Linked DNA regions of Mus musculus: region 2 is linked to region 1. The links are chromatin contacts, called in public Hi-C maps. All regions are on one chromosome and are shown on one strand. The core of a region is the stretch at or near the end of the contact, and the rest is flanking DNA. Distances in the headings are between cores, read along the strand shown.

What was found. A called contact is a pair of places that touch in the nucleus more often than the background predicts.
Region 2: a Hi-C map of the N1E-115 cell line shows a contact between it and region 1, with 3 times the contacts expected there. The contact joins two enhancer-like sites. A contact is called at or near these places in 1 of 39 promoter capture datasets (HPC-7-derived erythroid cells) and 1 of 484 Hi-C or Micro-C datasets (the N1E-115 cell line).

The regions. Positions count from the first base shown.
Region 1 is chr13:36,525,361-36,531,966 of GRCm38.p6, reverse strand. All of the region lies in intron 6 of Fars2 (phenylalanine-tRNA synthetase 2 (mitochondrial)), which reads right to left. Among named protein-coding and RNA genes, the nearest start is that of Gm46409, 84 kb to the left of the region's middle. Within about 2 kb of position 2,111, at least 46 of the 459 cell types and tissues checked have an H3K27ac peak or open chromatin away from gene starts, as enhancers often do. A contact at or near this core is called in the N1E-115 cell line, where this site is marked.
Region 2 is chr13:37,057,493-37,063,905 of GRCm38.p6, reverse strand. No RefSeq gene overlaps it. Among named protein-coding and RNA genes, the nearest start is that of Gm30549, 10 kb to the left of the region's middle. Within about 2 kb of position 3,020, at least 10 of the 459 cell types and tissues checked have an H3K27ac peak or open chromatin away from gene starts, as enhancers often do. A contact at or near this core is called in the N1E-115 cell line, where this site is marked.

The DNA.
Region 1 (6,606 bases), core at 862-3,361:
TGGCTTTGTAGTCAACTAGTTCCTGCTTGTCAGAGACAAAGGTTCAGCCCGATGCCCCATGTTATCACTCTTCTGCTCAGTGGAGAAAGCAAGTTCATTCAATGTATCCAGAAGCTCGTGGAAGCCAGACAAGAAGCACGGGCGGCAAGACGAGGGAGGGAGGGAGACAGCTCGATGTTACTTCCAAGGACAGGACCGAGAGCTGCCAGGCTGTGGGAGAATGGAGAAGCACCTGACTTTGTAGTTGAGAGAAAGCTGGTTCCAATTCCCGTTCTCTTTGCTGTGAGATCTAGGGCCCCTGCATGACCTCTTGTGCCTTGGAGTTCTTGCCTATGAAGCAAGACCTCCATTTCCTTCTTCTATCTCTGAGGACTAGATGGACACACTATACAGCAATTATTTCAGAGCCTGCCCATCAAGAGTGGATTATCTACTCAGTGGTGGGGACACATTCCAAGACCACAGTGACTGCCCAGTACCAGCAATAGCAACAAACACTATAGATACATTTTTCTAAAGTATGACTGGGGTACCTGTGATGAAATTTGATTTAAATTTAAAGTTTAAGTACATGAGAGGCGAACCCCCCCCCAACCCTCACCCCTCACCATCTGAGGCAGATGGAAGAGCTTGTCCCAGTGAGCTGTCCCGGATGGGGTGTGGGTTAATTGCTGGAGGGTATCAGTGAGGGAGAGCTGACCCTATCACTTCTCTGCTATGAAGTGGTCTTGGATGGGGGAAGATGCCTTCCACCCCCTCACTACTGAAGGCAGACAGGAGAACTGACCCTAGGAGAGAGTGTAGGAGAGCTGGTTCTACAACTCACCTGTCAAGAGGTGGCATGGGTCCCTCCCCCTTCCTATGAGCAATACTGAGAGCTGGCCCAGAGGAGAACTAGCTCTGCCCCCTCACTGGCTGTAGTGCTCTGGAGAGCTGGCCCTGATGGTGAAGTCAAGGGTGAGCCAGCTCAGGGGGTGTGAGAGTAGGAGAGTTGGCCCAGCCCCTTGCAGGCTACAGCACTTGGAAAAGTGCTCCCCACAGCCCCTCCTGCTATGACTGGGCAGCACAGTGGAGTTGTCTCTGGAGGCATGAGTGCTGGTGAGCTGGCCGGAGACCATGAGAGCAGAAGAAATGACCCTGCCTCCTGCCAATGGTGGCATTGGGTGGCCTGGCCAGAACAGTGCTAGAGAACTCACCCCGGTGGCTCACTGACTGGCACAGCTGCCACCAGGCCCATATCCAGAGCTCTGAATTGGCCCACCCCAAAATCTATATCACTTGCAAATGGTTGAGATACGTGAATGGGCCATTCCTGCTTTTCTAAAGCTGCAGGATCTCCATGACGAAGGGCAACAACAGGAGAACTGGGAGGAGTCCCAAGGAGGAGCCAATAGTGATGGTGTCACAGAAACAGAGATCTCGAACCAGACCAAATGATTCATTGTGATGAACATCAGCAAGTGAAGGTGTGTGGACAGAGGGATATATTGTGAGACACACTGTGGCATACTACTACAACTTGCATGATGAGATGTTTTTCGATGTTTTTTGTTTGTTTGTGTTTTTTATTGGGGGCAGGGGAATTCAAGAGCAAAGGGTAGATATTAAGGGAGGGTAGATATTAAGGGATAGGGAGATGTGTAGGGCTGGGGTGCATAATATGATCAAAGAATCAATTAAAATATTTTTTAATAAAAGGATAAAAATAGTAAAATGGAACAATTGCAGTTGCAACTATGTAACAAAAAATTTCCACTGTTGGTGCTCTTGAGCTTTGGGCCTTTATTAAATTAAAGTCTATTTGACTCAAGAACTTATATCACACAGCTGATCTGATATGTGAGAGAACAGCTAGATGATGGATGGGTGGGCAGTGTACATAGCATAGAGATGCTGAACAGACCATGGGCGACATAGCACAAAACTTTATACTACTCCTGGAATTTTAACATTTTGGATTATAGTCGACATCATATAACTAAAACTGCTGGAAGTTAAGCTAACAGGAGTGGGTCCTACTCCTCCGTTGCACACACAATCCTAGCCAGTCAATGTTTAACCTCTTTAATGAATCTGGAATCTGACACTGGTCTGAGGATAGCCAGAGCTATTTCTGACAAAGCATGAAGCACAGACTTGGGCCTGGTCTGAATAAGCGATCCAGACACTAAGTAAACCAGACTACTGCATTTCCTGCTATAAACAATCACAGAGAAAAAATAAAGAAGAAATTCTGGTAATAAGATTTGCTGGGTGGGAGGTGGAGCCCAGGCTCTTGAGCCAGGGCAGTGACAGGCAAGATTGGGTGAGTCACCTTGTGTGGTCTCATTTTCCTTAGCAGTGAGAGGTGGGCTAAGTGAGCTTTAACTTTTTTTCTGGCTCTAATATCCCAAGACTAAACAGGGGGAAGGGAGATTCTGGAGGAATCTAACATCTGCAAAGAATGAAATGGAAGGGCTGAGGCGGGCATGAGGTGATACTGACGTAATGCTGTGAGGGGATACTAGAAGAATGGAGAGCATCAGGCTAGCTTCACCAGCGCAAGTTATTGCTTGGAAGATCAAAGAGTCACCCTCTGTCCAGTGGGTCTCCAGTCAGTCATCCATCAGATACTAAGGCCTTTGGTGCCATCCTCATGCCACCCCTCCCACAGCTGTATCGGTCACTTTTGCACAGCCATGACCAAACACCAGACAGACATAATGGGAGAAAAAAATTGTTTGGTTCATGGTTTCAGAGGGTTTGGTCCATGGTTACTTGGTTTTGTGCATTGGACAGACGGAGGCTTATGTTATGGCAGACAGGAAGTAGAGACAGGAGTTAGAGGAAGGGCCCAGGGCAAGATGTAGCAGAACTACATGGCCAATCTCTTGGCTTACATCACCTTCTAATAGTGTCATAATATAAATATATCAAAAGATTACTGATTAGGTCAGAGCCCTTAGGATACAGTTCCCCAAAAGGCTGGCAACTAAGCCTTCAACACATGAAGCTCTGGAAGACATTTTATATCAAACTGTAACAATAGCAAAGAGGCCTGCCGCCTGAGTTTCAGAACACTTTGTCTTCTTGCCCTAGTGTTCCCTGGAGGCCCTTCAGAGCTGTGCGTTTCTGTAGTTGTCAGCTAGACGAGGAGCTAGCCACAGATAAGTGTCTCCCCGCCACTGCCAAGCTTCCTAGCTCCCAGAGGGATTGCTGTTCCTACGAGTCAGTCATAAGAAACTGGACCAGATGGTTCCTCTGACAGTTTCTGCCTGGAGAAAGACAACTCCCATGCAGGCCGTGATAGAGGCAGGACCAGCAGCTGGGAAAGGAACCAAGCTGGGCCACCCCCACCGGTCCACTCACTGGTCAGCCTCAGTCGGTAACTTAAGAGCTCCGCAGAGACAAATTTTACAGGCAAGAAGTGCTTTTGAACATCAAACACCTGCCAAGTCCTCTGGGAAGTTCAAAGCACCCCCAGTTTTTTTGGGATTTTTTTCCTAACTCTCCCCATAACTTCTGGTACTCTTGAGCAGTGGCTTCTGCCAAGCAGGCATAGGGAGGGAGGTGGAGTCCAGGCCTCCTGCAGGGTGGGGCTGAGTTCTGGATCTTTATCTGAGTAAGACTGAAAATAACTACTTTCAGAAGTCTTTTAATGGTCTCTCTTACTACTGCTTCTCAGCTAGGCTCTGGGGCCAGTTTCTAATCTGATACAGGTTCTTATTCTACAATATAGATACAGACTCTAGAGGTTTTAAAAGACTGACTGAGAAAGAAAGACAAACCAGGGTAATTGTTTCAGACATTTCAGGCTTACTGTTAACAACTGATCTTAAGGTATGCACAGGCAGTGTGACAGAGCCTATAAAGAAGGCCCAGGTGATCACACATGATATATGTGACAGCGTGGATGCACACCTAGGACACAGCATTCAGTGAGACAAACCATAAGCAAAAGGCCAGCACTGTATGACTCTGCTATGTAGAGTGCCTAGGACCCAAATGTACAGACAGCAGAGGCACAGCACTGCCAGTGGCTGGACAGATGTGCGGGTACAGGTGAGCATGGGCAGGTGAGTGGGGGTAGGAGGCACAGAGTTTCAGGCTGGGGAGACGACCACGTTCTAGATATGGATAGAGGTGATGGTCACACAGTGTGCATGTGCTCAATGCCACTGACATGTACACTCAAGAATGGCAGAAATAGAGAATGTCATGTACATTCTACCACAATAAAAAGGAAAATTTAAGGGGTGGTGCCTGAAATAAGCCTAGAATAGGAATTCACATTATACTTAAACCAAAACCCAAACAGAAGAGAATAGTTCTGGATGTCAGTGCTGGTCCACTCTGAGTTCTGCCCTGCTCAATGGAGTGTCTCTGGGATTCCAGACAGAGAAGCCCGGGTGCCCCATCTTATGGAGATGGCTTTTAAAATCCTCCTTTCATAACACAGCAGGGGTTTCTCCTCCTTGAACTTCTTTTCCAATTGTTCTACCATCTTCCAAGCAATCTCCTTACCCTTCTAATAAAGGTGAGGAAATGGCTTATTTTCAACTGTGTGGAAGATTTGGAGGTGATTTTAATTTCCTCCCTGGCCTATATCTGCCAAATTCAAGTCACCAGAGCTAGCTAGCTCTAACTGTGTGTGGTAACATGGCTGCTTCTTGACTGTGCTGACAATGGTCACCAAGTCAGGTGGCAGGTGAGGTGCTACAGTTCCAGCTCCCACTGATCAGCAATTGTTTATTCTGTGCTGCTGGTTGATCAGCAACTATTTATCATGGGCTGAGGTCTGCACTGTGGGAGATACAGACATGTAAATGAATTGCTTGATCAATACATGAATATTCATGCAGTGGCCAGTCTGCCTGCTTTAATGGTAGTGGTAAAATCTCCCAAAGCATTAGAAAGAGGGATGCCACTGCATAATGACATTGTGGTCAGTGACAGACAGACCACATACATGATCATACTCCCAGGAGTCTATCACACAGTGACGAGCATACCCACCTTTATTTATCCGATTAGACTGTATAATGTTTGTATGATAACAAACCATCTGAATACTCATTTCTTAGCACACAACCATGTCATCAGCCACTCCCTGGAAGCAGGCCTTAATGGTTCTTAGTCTTAATACATTGGTAGTGTGACCAGATGCCTGAAGCCCCTGGCACCATGCTTTCCCTGCTGGGAAAAGACCAGGTGAAAAGGAACTAAACCAAAGAAAGGCCCTTGTTATGGGCAGCCTCACTGCACACAGAGGCCAGCAGGCAGTTAGCGTCAGAGCTGACTGAAGGATTGCAGTACTGTGATCTGTTCAGCTCCACCCCATGTTAACCATTTGAGCATACTATAGACATTCCTCAACTCCACTATTCAGAGTAGAATGCCATGTATAGTTTTTATATCCTCAGTGACTGATAAATATTTTAAGAGTCAGGATCACATTTGAAAGAATCACACATTAGTAAAGAAAGGTTTATAGACTTTCCAATGACAATATTTTAAAAAAACAACGATAACAACAAAAAAAAGGGGGTTGGGGAGAGACTCTAGATCTAACCTATAGAGCCATTTCTTCACAGTCAAAAGTCAGAGATCAAGGGGAAGGGGACAAAACAGGGATAATTTTTAGTCAGGGTGAGCATCAGCTATGCTATTCTAGGTTGGAATGATGCAGTCATGGATGGCTTCATTAAGTGTCACTGCACAAGTGACACACTTTATGAACTCAAAGGAGCAAAGATGACAGACCTGAGAGCTCTTCTGACCCATGCCTGTATTCTTCCTACAAAGTGTGATTGCTTCTAGGTCAGTCTACCCAAGGCTTCCCCAGTGTGACCTAAGAGACTGTTCCCCTCATATGGAGCTGACAAATGTGTCCTGTGATTTGTTCTCTTTCCAGGCCATGGGGTTTAGTCTAGTCCCTTTCTTCCATGGCAGTTGGTTATACCCCTTAACTCGTGACCAGCAGAAAAAAGACATAATGATCCTGCCTAGGGTGCATAAGGGTCATCAGGGGTCAAAGAGGAAAGAGATCTTACAGGGAAGGATGGTCTGTGTCATAGGTAACATCACTGTTTGCAGGGTCAGGAATATATTCATCGATTCATCTAATTTATTACTGGACTCATTCTGAAAATGAATAGTGTTCACCTGATCCACTCTGTACCATGTATTCTGAAAAGCGCTGAGAAGCTAAGAGTGGGATACTACAAGCTAGACATGAGCAAGCTCTTGTGGAGCTTCCAGCTTAGTGCAGGAGATAGGTACTAATCAAAGGATTATGAAAAAATGTAAATTACAACTATCTTAAAGGTTACAGAGGAGACGTACATGGTGCTATGAGGCTACATAAAAGGCCCATTAACTTAAAGGTCAGAGAAGGTTCCCTGTGGGAGTGTCAGAGCTGAGACCTGAAGGAGGATGGGAGCCAATGAGGTGTGAGAAACAGGGGTGACAGGCATGGTCAAGCCACAGATAAGGGCCTTGGGACGTGAGAAAAATAAAGAAATAAAAAAGCAAATTCTAATTTCTCATCTTCTGAGTGACAGAGTCCTGCCCAGATCTGTTACTTCCTCCTGTTAAGTGTCCTCGAGGAGAGACTTCTTTCTGCCC
Region 2 (6,413 bases), core at 1,771-4,270, 530 kb before region 1:
ACACTCTAATACAATACAGTACAATAATATTCTGACTTGACATTTATGTGCTGAAGAAAAACAGTGGGAACCTATTAAAAAGTCTTTGTTTTCCCTCATCACACCATTATGTTTTATAAGGGCAGAAAATACTATATAGAAAATGAAGACACTGAAGGTTATCACAACCTGGTCTGGAATCTGACTCAAGATGCTCCAGGACACCTTTGTTGGCTTTCTGAGGTATGATGTCACATACATTGCAAAATGCACATGCTCTGTGTCCATAACCAAGATTATATTGAAGCTGTGTGACCCAACATAGATGAGTGTGACCAGAAACTTCTCAGATCTGATTTCAAATGAATTGTTGGCCATCGTCGTAAACCCAGAAGCCTTTTAGTCTTACTAAATTTTTCATAATCCCATGAAGAGTCTTGACCCACAGCTTAATAGACTCAAGAAGCTGTGATCTATGTGACCAGTCAGGCTAGCACATTGCCCACAGGTCAAACTTGTGAGAAGTGGGGCTGCTAACATCTCTCTTAACAAATAAAAAACCTCTGAAGCAATTGGTGCAAGTTGGATAGTACTTTCTTATTTTGTACTACTTAAACATTAGAGTCATCCAGAGACAGTCCCACAGAAATGACACACTTACAATGGCAGAGGAGAGGCCCTGCTTATTATACTAACTACACTGTGTGCAGTCTCCCAGGGAAACAGCCTCAGAGGCATCAGGACATACCATCACCCTTTTATCCCTGAAGGCTTTCCTAGTTTCTGGCCTAATTTTGAATCAGTATCAGAATGTAGGGATAGCAGACTCTCTTGCTATCATACAGCAAGCTTGGGATGAGTAGGCTGCTTGTCCCCCTTTGCTCGTTCTTCATCTATCATTGTAGAAACTACATTCCCAATTCATTTGAGCAGCATCAAATGCAAGGTCTCCACTGTCACCTCCTCCAGAAAGTCTTCGCTCTTCTCTCCCTGTCCACATCTTCATGGCTTTCTCCCAAGTGTATGACCTCATGTTATCCCAGACAGTAACAAGCGACCTGGTGTACTCACTCCATAGTGTTCCCACCTTCCCTGTCTCAGCTGTTATTTGATATCTTTAGAGTGCATTTAAGAACATGGTGTAATTGGTCTTGCCATACTATTTTCTTGTTGTCTAACTTGAGTGTGCTCCATATCTTCCCATGATACTGAAAATTTCTCATTGACTCTCTTAGAACAGTGCTGCTCCCAGTAGATACACTGGTGTAGCTCCAGAACCCTCTTGGGTAATCTTATCAATGGAGATAAACTGAGTCCTGGTTCTGATCTTTTCAATCAGAAAGTCTCCAATGATCTGCATGCATGCTGTAGTTTGGGAGGTTCTGCCCTACTACCTCTGGCATTGTTCTGGGGTCCTAGAATTGCTCAAATACTTGCAGAATAGATTGATTGCTTCCCTTTGAATGAGCCAAAGCTTCAAACAGAAGCATCACCTTTGGTCTTCAAGGACTAAATAAACACAACAGAAGGAATATTTCTTTGGCCTGAGAACACAGGGTAAAAAGCACTGAGAAACAGTTCCTCCCACACATTCAGCCTTCACACACAGACTTCAAGGAGGGGAGATGGTGATGGTCTGTGAACACTGAGTTAAATACTAGCAAATTCACAGTCTTAACAGTAGTGCCGAGCTGTCTACCAGATGGGAAGTCTTGCAAGATAAAGGATGCTAATAACCATGGGAAGGGCTTCTTCCTAAGCAGGGGCTGCATCAAAAGCAGGACACAATTGACTGAAGAAGTCTCAGGTACCTTTGAGCCAAAACAATAACTCTAACAAACCCCTGAGGTATGCTGGCAACGTGACAGATGGAAACAGAACACAGCCTAAATTTGCTTTCTTTCCTCTTTAAACATGGCAATGGATGCAAACTCTGCACATTGCATACATACAGGGCAATACACAAAAACAAATTGGAGAACTCAGGAATAGAAAATTATATTGGGGGATGAGCTTCCATGCAGATTATAGAGAATATGTGGCTCGCAATCACTATAGAAATAGTATATAAACTTCCTGTCTATTTGCTTTAAGGAAGTACACATGACTGGCTTCCTCCTCCTCCTCCTCCTCCTCGTCCTCTTCCTCCCTGACTCTCCTTTGTCAGAAAACACATGGCGTTGACAAAAATAATGACATCTGAAACTAGCTAAACTAATCTACAAGGAACAGAGACTCCTGGTCACCATCACCTCTGTACGTCTATCATTCTACATCATGGATTTTCTTGAACAGTCCATGGAGCCTGCTGGGAAAGGGTTACAAGGACATTTCTAAAGCACTATAGCAACTTAGTGGTTGTGCTAAAGTATCCAGAGATGTTCTAAAACCAAGTCCAGGCTACAGCTGGAATAAGGACAAAACTCCTGTGTTCCAGTGGGCTCATATCATATATAACCAAAGGGCAGATTTCATTTTCAACAGGACCCACCTCTGCTTCCCAGATACCAAACTTTTTTAAGACTCAAATGGAGATTACAAAATAGTGTCAAGGTCCTGCTGTTATCAAGGCTCTGGACACAATGACACTGCTGTGAGCACTTTGGTCACAAATCCAGAGAAGAGCAGAGTATGAATTCCAATAAAGCCCGATCTTCCTTCCCAAGGAAAAACACATTTAAAAGTTTGCCCCAAGATGTATGCCCAATGTTGGTGAGAAACCTGGTAAACATATTAACACCACCTTAAAATATGACTTGTGTCCTAAGAACTATCTCGGCAATTAGATACGGCAGTGCAGAGTAAAGAACTAAAAGCCAATTATAGGTCCCCTGGCTCTGAGGAAACTTCATAAAAAATTAATGCTGAGTGAAATAGAAACCATCTGCACTTCAGCTGGCAAACATGTGGGATGCATTGTGACAGCCAAGGTCCAGAAACAGAGAACATTTTCCATTATCGTTTGTTAGGCTGGGAAGGTCTTCAGTCTTAGCTTCTGATTGTGCTGCAAAGTGTTTCCAGCTTAGGAACATGTCAGGAAATGAGGATCGGAGTGAGGTTAGCAGCTGACTGTTGTATTGGGAGCAAGCGTGTGTTCTTATGTACTCTGGGTGGCAGAGGTGGTCCAGAGGATGTGAGCAGAAGTCTAAAAAGACAAGGCTTGTGGGTGGGAGACTTAAGGGTTGGGGACTCTCAGATTTATGGTGAATGTTCATCTTCCTCGCTGTTAAGCTTGAGAACTAGTTGGAGCCTAGAAAGGACAATCTCTCACAAGTCCCTGATGTGTTAGTCACCTTTCCATCACCTTGACAAAATGCTTGACATGCACGACTTGAAAAGGTGAAAACTTGATGTTGGCTCACGGTTTCAGAGGATTAAAGACCACTAACAGCTAGTTAATTTGTGTTGGAGCCCAAAGTGAGGCAGTACAGCATGACAGGAAACCACTTATCTCATGGCAGCCAGGAAGCAAAGAGTAAGAGAAAGAACTTGGATCCTCATATCCTTCCAAGACACAGCCCCATGTGACTTAAAGTCCTTTCATGTGGTCCCATCCCCTAAATGTCCCATTGCCTCCACAATAAGGCCTTAGCATTGAGACCTTTGAGAAGTACTTAAGATCCAAAGCATCTCACTCTCCTCCCTATGCAGCAGAGATATGATGAGTGGTCTTAGTGAGATTTAAGCAGAAGGCATGAAAGGGTTTTGTCGAGTGCAAGGCACTGGGCATCTGGAGTACCGACACTTTACAATGCATCTGGGGTACCGACACTTTACAATGCGTCATGACTGTTTTCTAGTATCAAATTAAAGACTAGAAAGGCAGTTTTTTCCTTCTCTTTCTGTCTCTCTGACTCTCCTCCTCCTCCCCCCTCTCCCCCGCCTCATGGCAATACTAGAAAAGCATGGGTTTAAGTGAACCAAAACAATTCTGATTTCTTTTCTTTTCTTGGGGCTGGTCATCTCTGATATGCATTATGTATACAGTCTTAATATTTGTAGGCCTCACATCTGGGGAGTCCACATCTATCTATAACTGTCCTCCAATCAAAAATATTCTTAAAAATTGTGTCTGCACCACAGTCATTTTTCTTGTCATCCCCTAAAATTACAGAGTAACAACTCTTTCCATAGCATCTGCATGATAAGAAGTCTTATAACTCATCTGAAGGTGATTTAAAGAACACAGACTGCACAGAAGCTCTGTGCAAATACTTAGGCACCCCCCATTTTTGCTCCTGATTTATTTTTATCTATAAGGTTTCTTATCATCTTATCCATTATAAAATTTTACCCTCTTATTTTCCATATTTATGAGAATTTCATACACGTGTGCAGTAAAATATGATTATGTTCCCTAGCACACCCCTCCCAACATCATGACCTCTTTTTGATAACCCACTAAATCTACTTGATGCTGCTTATGTGGCACTATTTGTGGCTATACCCTGGGACTTGAGCATCTGTGGATCTTGGCTTTGAGAAGAATATATCAGAAGAAATTTTTGTGAATACCAAAAGACTACTGTGATATGTACCAAATTCATGTACATGTATAATATGTGCATTTATAAACACAAATGTTTATATGCATATAATTTATCTTATAAAATTCCTACATGATGAAAGGGCTATCTGTATGGAAACAAAAATATATAGTATAAGACAGGTAGGTAGATAGACAGATGGTTATATTAGATAGATAGATAGATAGATAGATAGATAGATAGATAGATAGGATAGATATATGTAGATACATACATAGATAGATGGTAGATACATACATAGATAATGGATGATAGATAGCTGATAGATCCATATATAGATAGACCACTGATGGATAGAGATAGATAGATAGATAGATAGATAGATAGATAGATAGATAGATAGATAGATAGATAGATTTAAATTTAATATTACAGGAAGCTGTATCAACTGTATTGAATGGGTACCCAGAGAAATCATGCAACATTGACTCCTTGATTGATTTTATTGCCTTGATCTGTGATCTTGCCTTGTTTTTATGTTTATGCTGCTGAACCCAATGCAGGTGGGGAGAGGAGAGGCTCGTGGGCATGGCCCAGGCTCTTGGTTAAATTTACCACATGCTTAGGTAACTTAGACCAATACATCCAAGATCAGTATCCGAAAGACAGTTTATATCTTTGTCTCTTCCAGTGTCTTCAGATTAGGGGTACAGCTTGGACTCCCAGGTCTGTTAAATATTGTTGATATAACACGAGAAGCCACAACTTGGTTATAAAATGGGCATTGGCTACCATTAGGTCAGTTGGTGGAGTGAGCACACCTTACCTAATTTAGAATTGCTATGTAGGAATACGGCATTTGAGAGAGCATAAACCCTTACGTGCATGTGCATTTATTTAGCAATTCCTTTCATGAGGATTTCAGCCCTGGAAACCCAAGCGTGAAATGAGTGACAGGCAGGAGATAAAACCTAAAGCCAGTCCTCTGTACGGAATTCTACAGAAGCCTCTGCTTTCCATGGCTGGTCAGCAGCACACTCTGCTCTCACTGATGTGAGACATTTCATCGACTTTAATTCATTCATTAATCAACATGTATTTACACACACACACACACACACACACACACACACACACACACACACACACACACATTATATGCCAGATTAAGTTCAGAAGGAGATATTTGTCATGGGAGGGAAGGATGAAATATTTTGAAATCTAAGGAATTATGAGGGAAGACTTGTTGATTAAATTTCATAAAACTGACTTTCAATGCAGTCTCCCCTTCAGGACTGTATGCCTCGAAGGCAGACAGTGTCCCCTTTTCATCCACACTACCATCCAATAGAAGGTGTTAGATAAATATTTATTGAATTAATGTGTTTCACTTATCATTGATGTGTAACGAAGTACCCCAAGGCTTCATGGATTAAGCAGTCATTTTTATTTCATTGCTCACAGCTTTATGAGTGTTTGTGTGTAGCTCAGCCAGGCAGTTTCTGTTACCTCCATATATGGTTAGCAGGGCTCCTCTTTCTAGTCATGAGGCCCCAGGGCCTCTGTTTCTCTAAGCATCCTCTTGGCTTTCTCCTCAAGTCAGGGTGGAGGAGTCAGCCTCATGGAATTTTAGGATCCTAAGATCATGAAAGAGAAACAGGTAAGACCTTGTGTAGCTCAGGTCCTGAGCTAGCACAGTCATATCCATTGTGCCTATTGGTCCACCACAGGAGGGACCACAAAAAAGAGTATGACTACCAGGAGACATGGGTAACTGACCCATCTTTGGGAAATCAGTGAACACAGGGTGAACCCATGAACCTAACCACCAAAGAACCCTTAACATCTGAGGGAGAATATTCTAGGCAAAAGGAAATACTTCATAAAGCCCTGTACCCATGTGATAGGAGAGAAAAATGCCCAGAAGGGGCATATGAGAGGAGACTA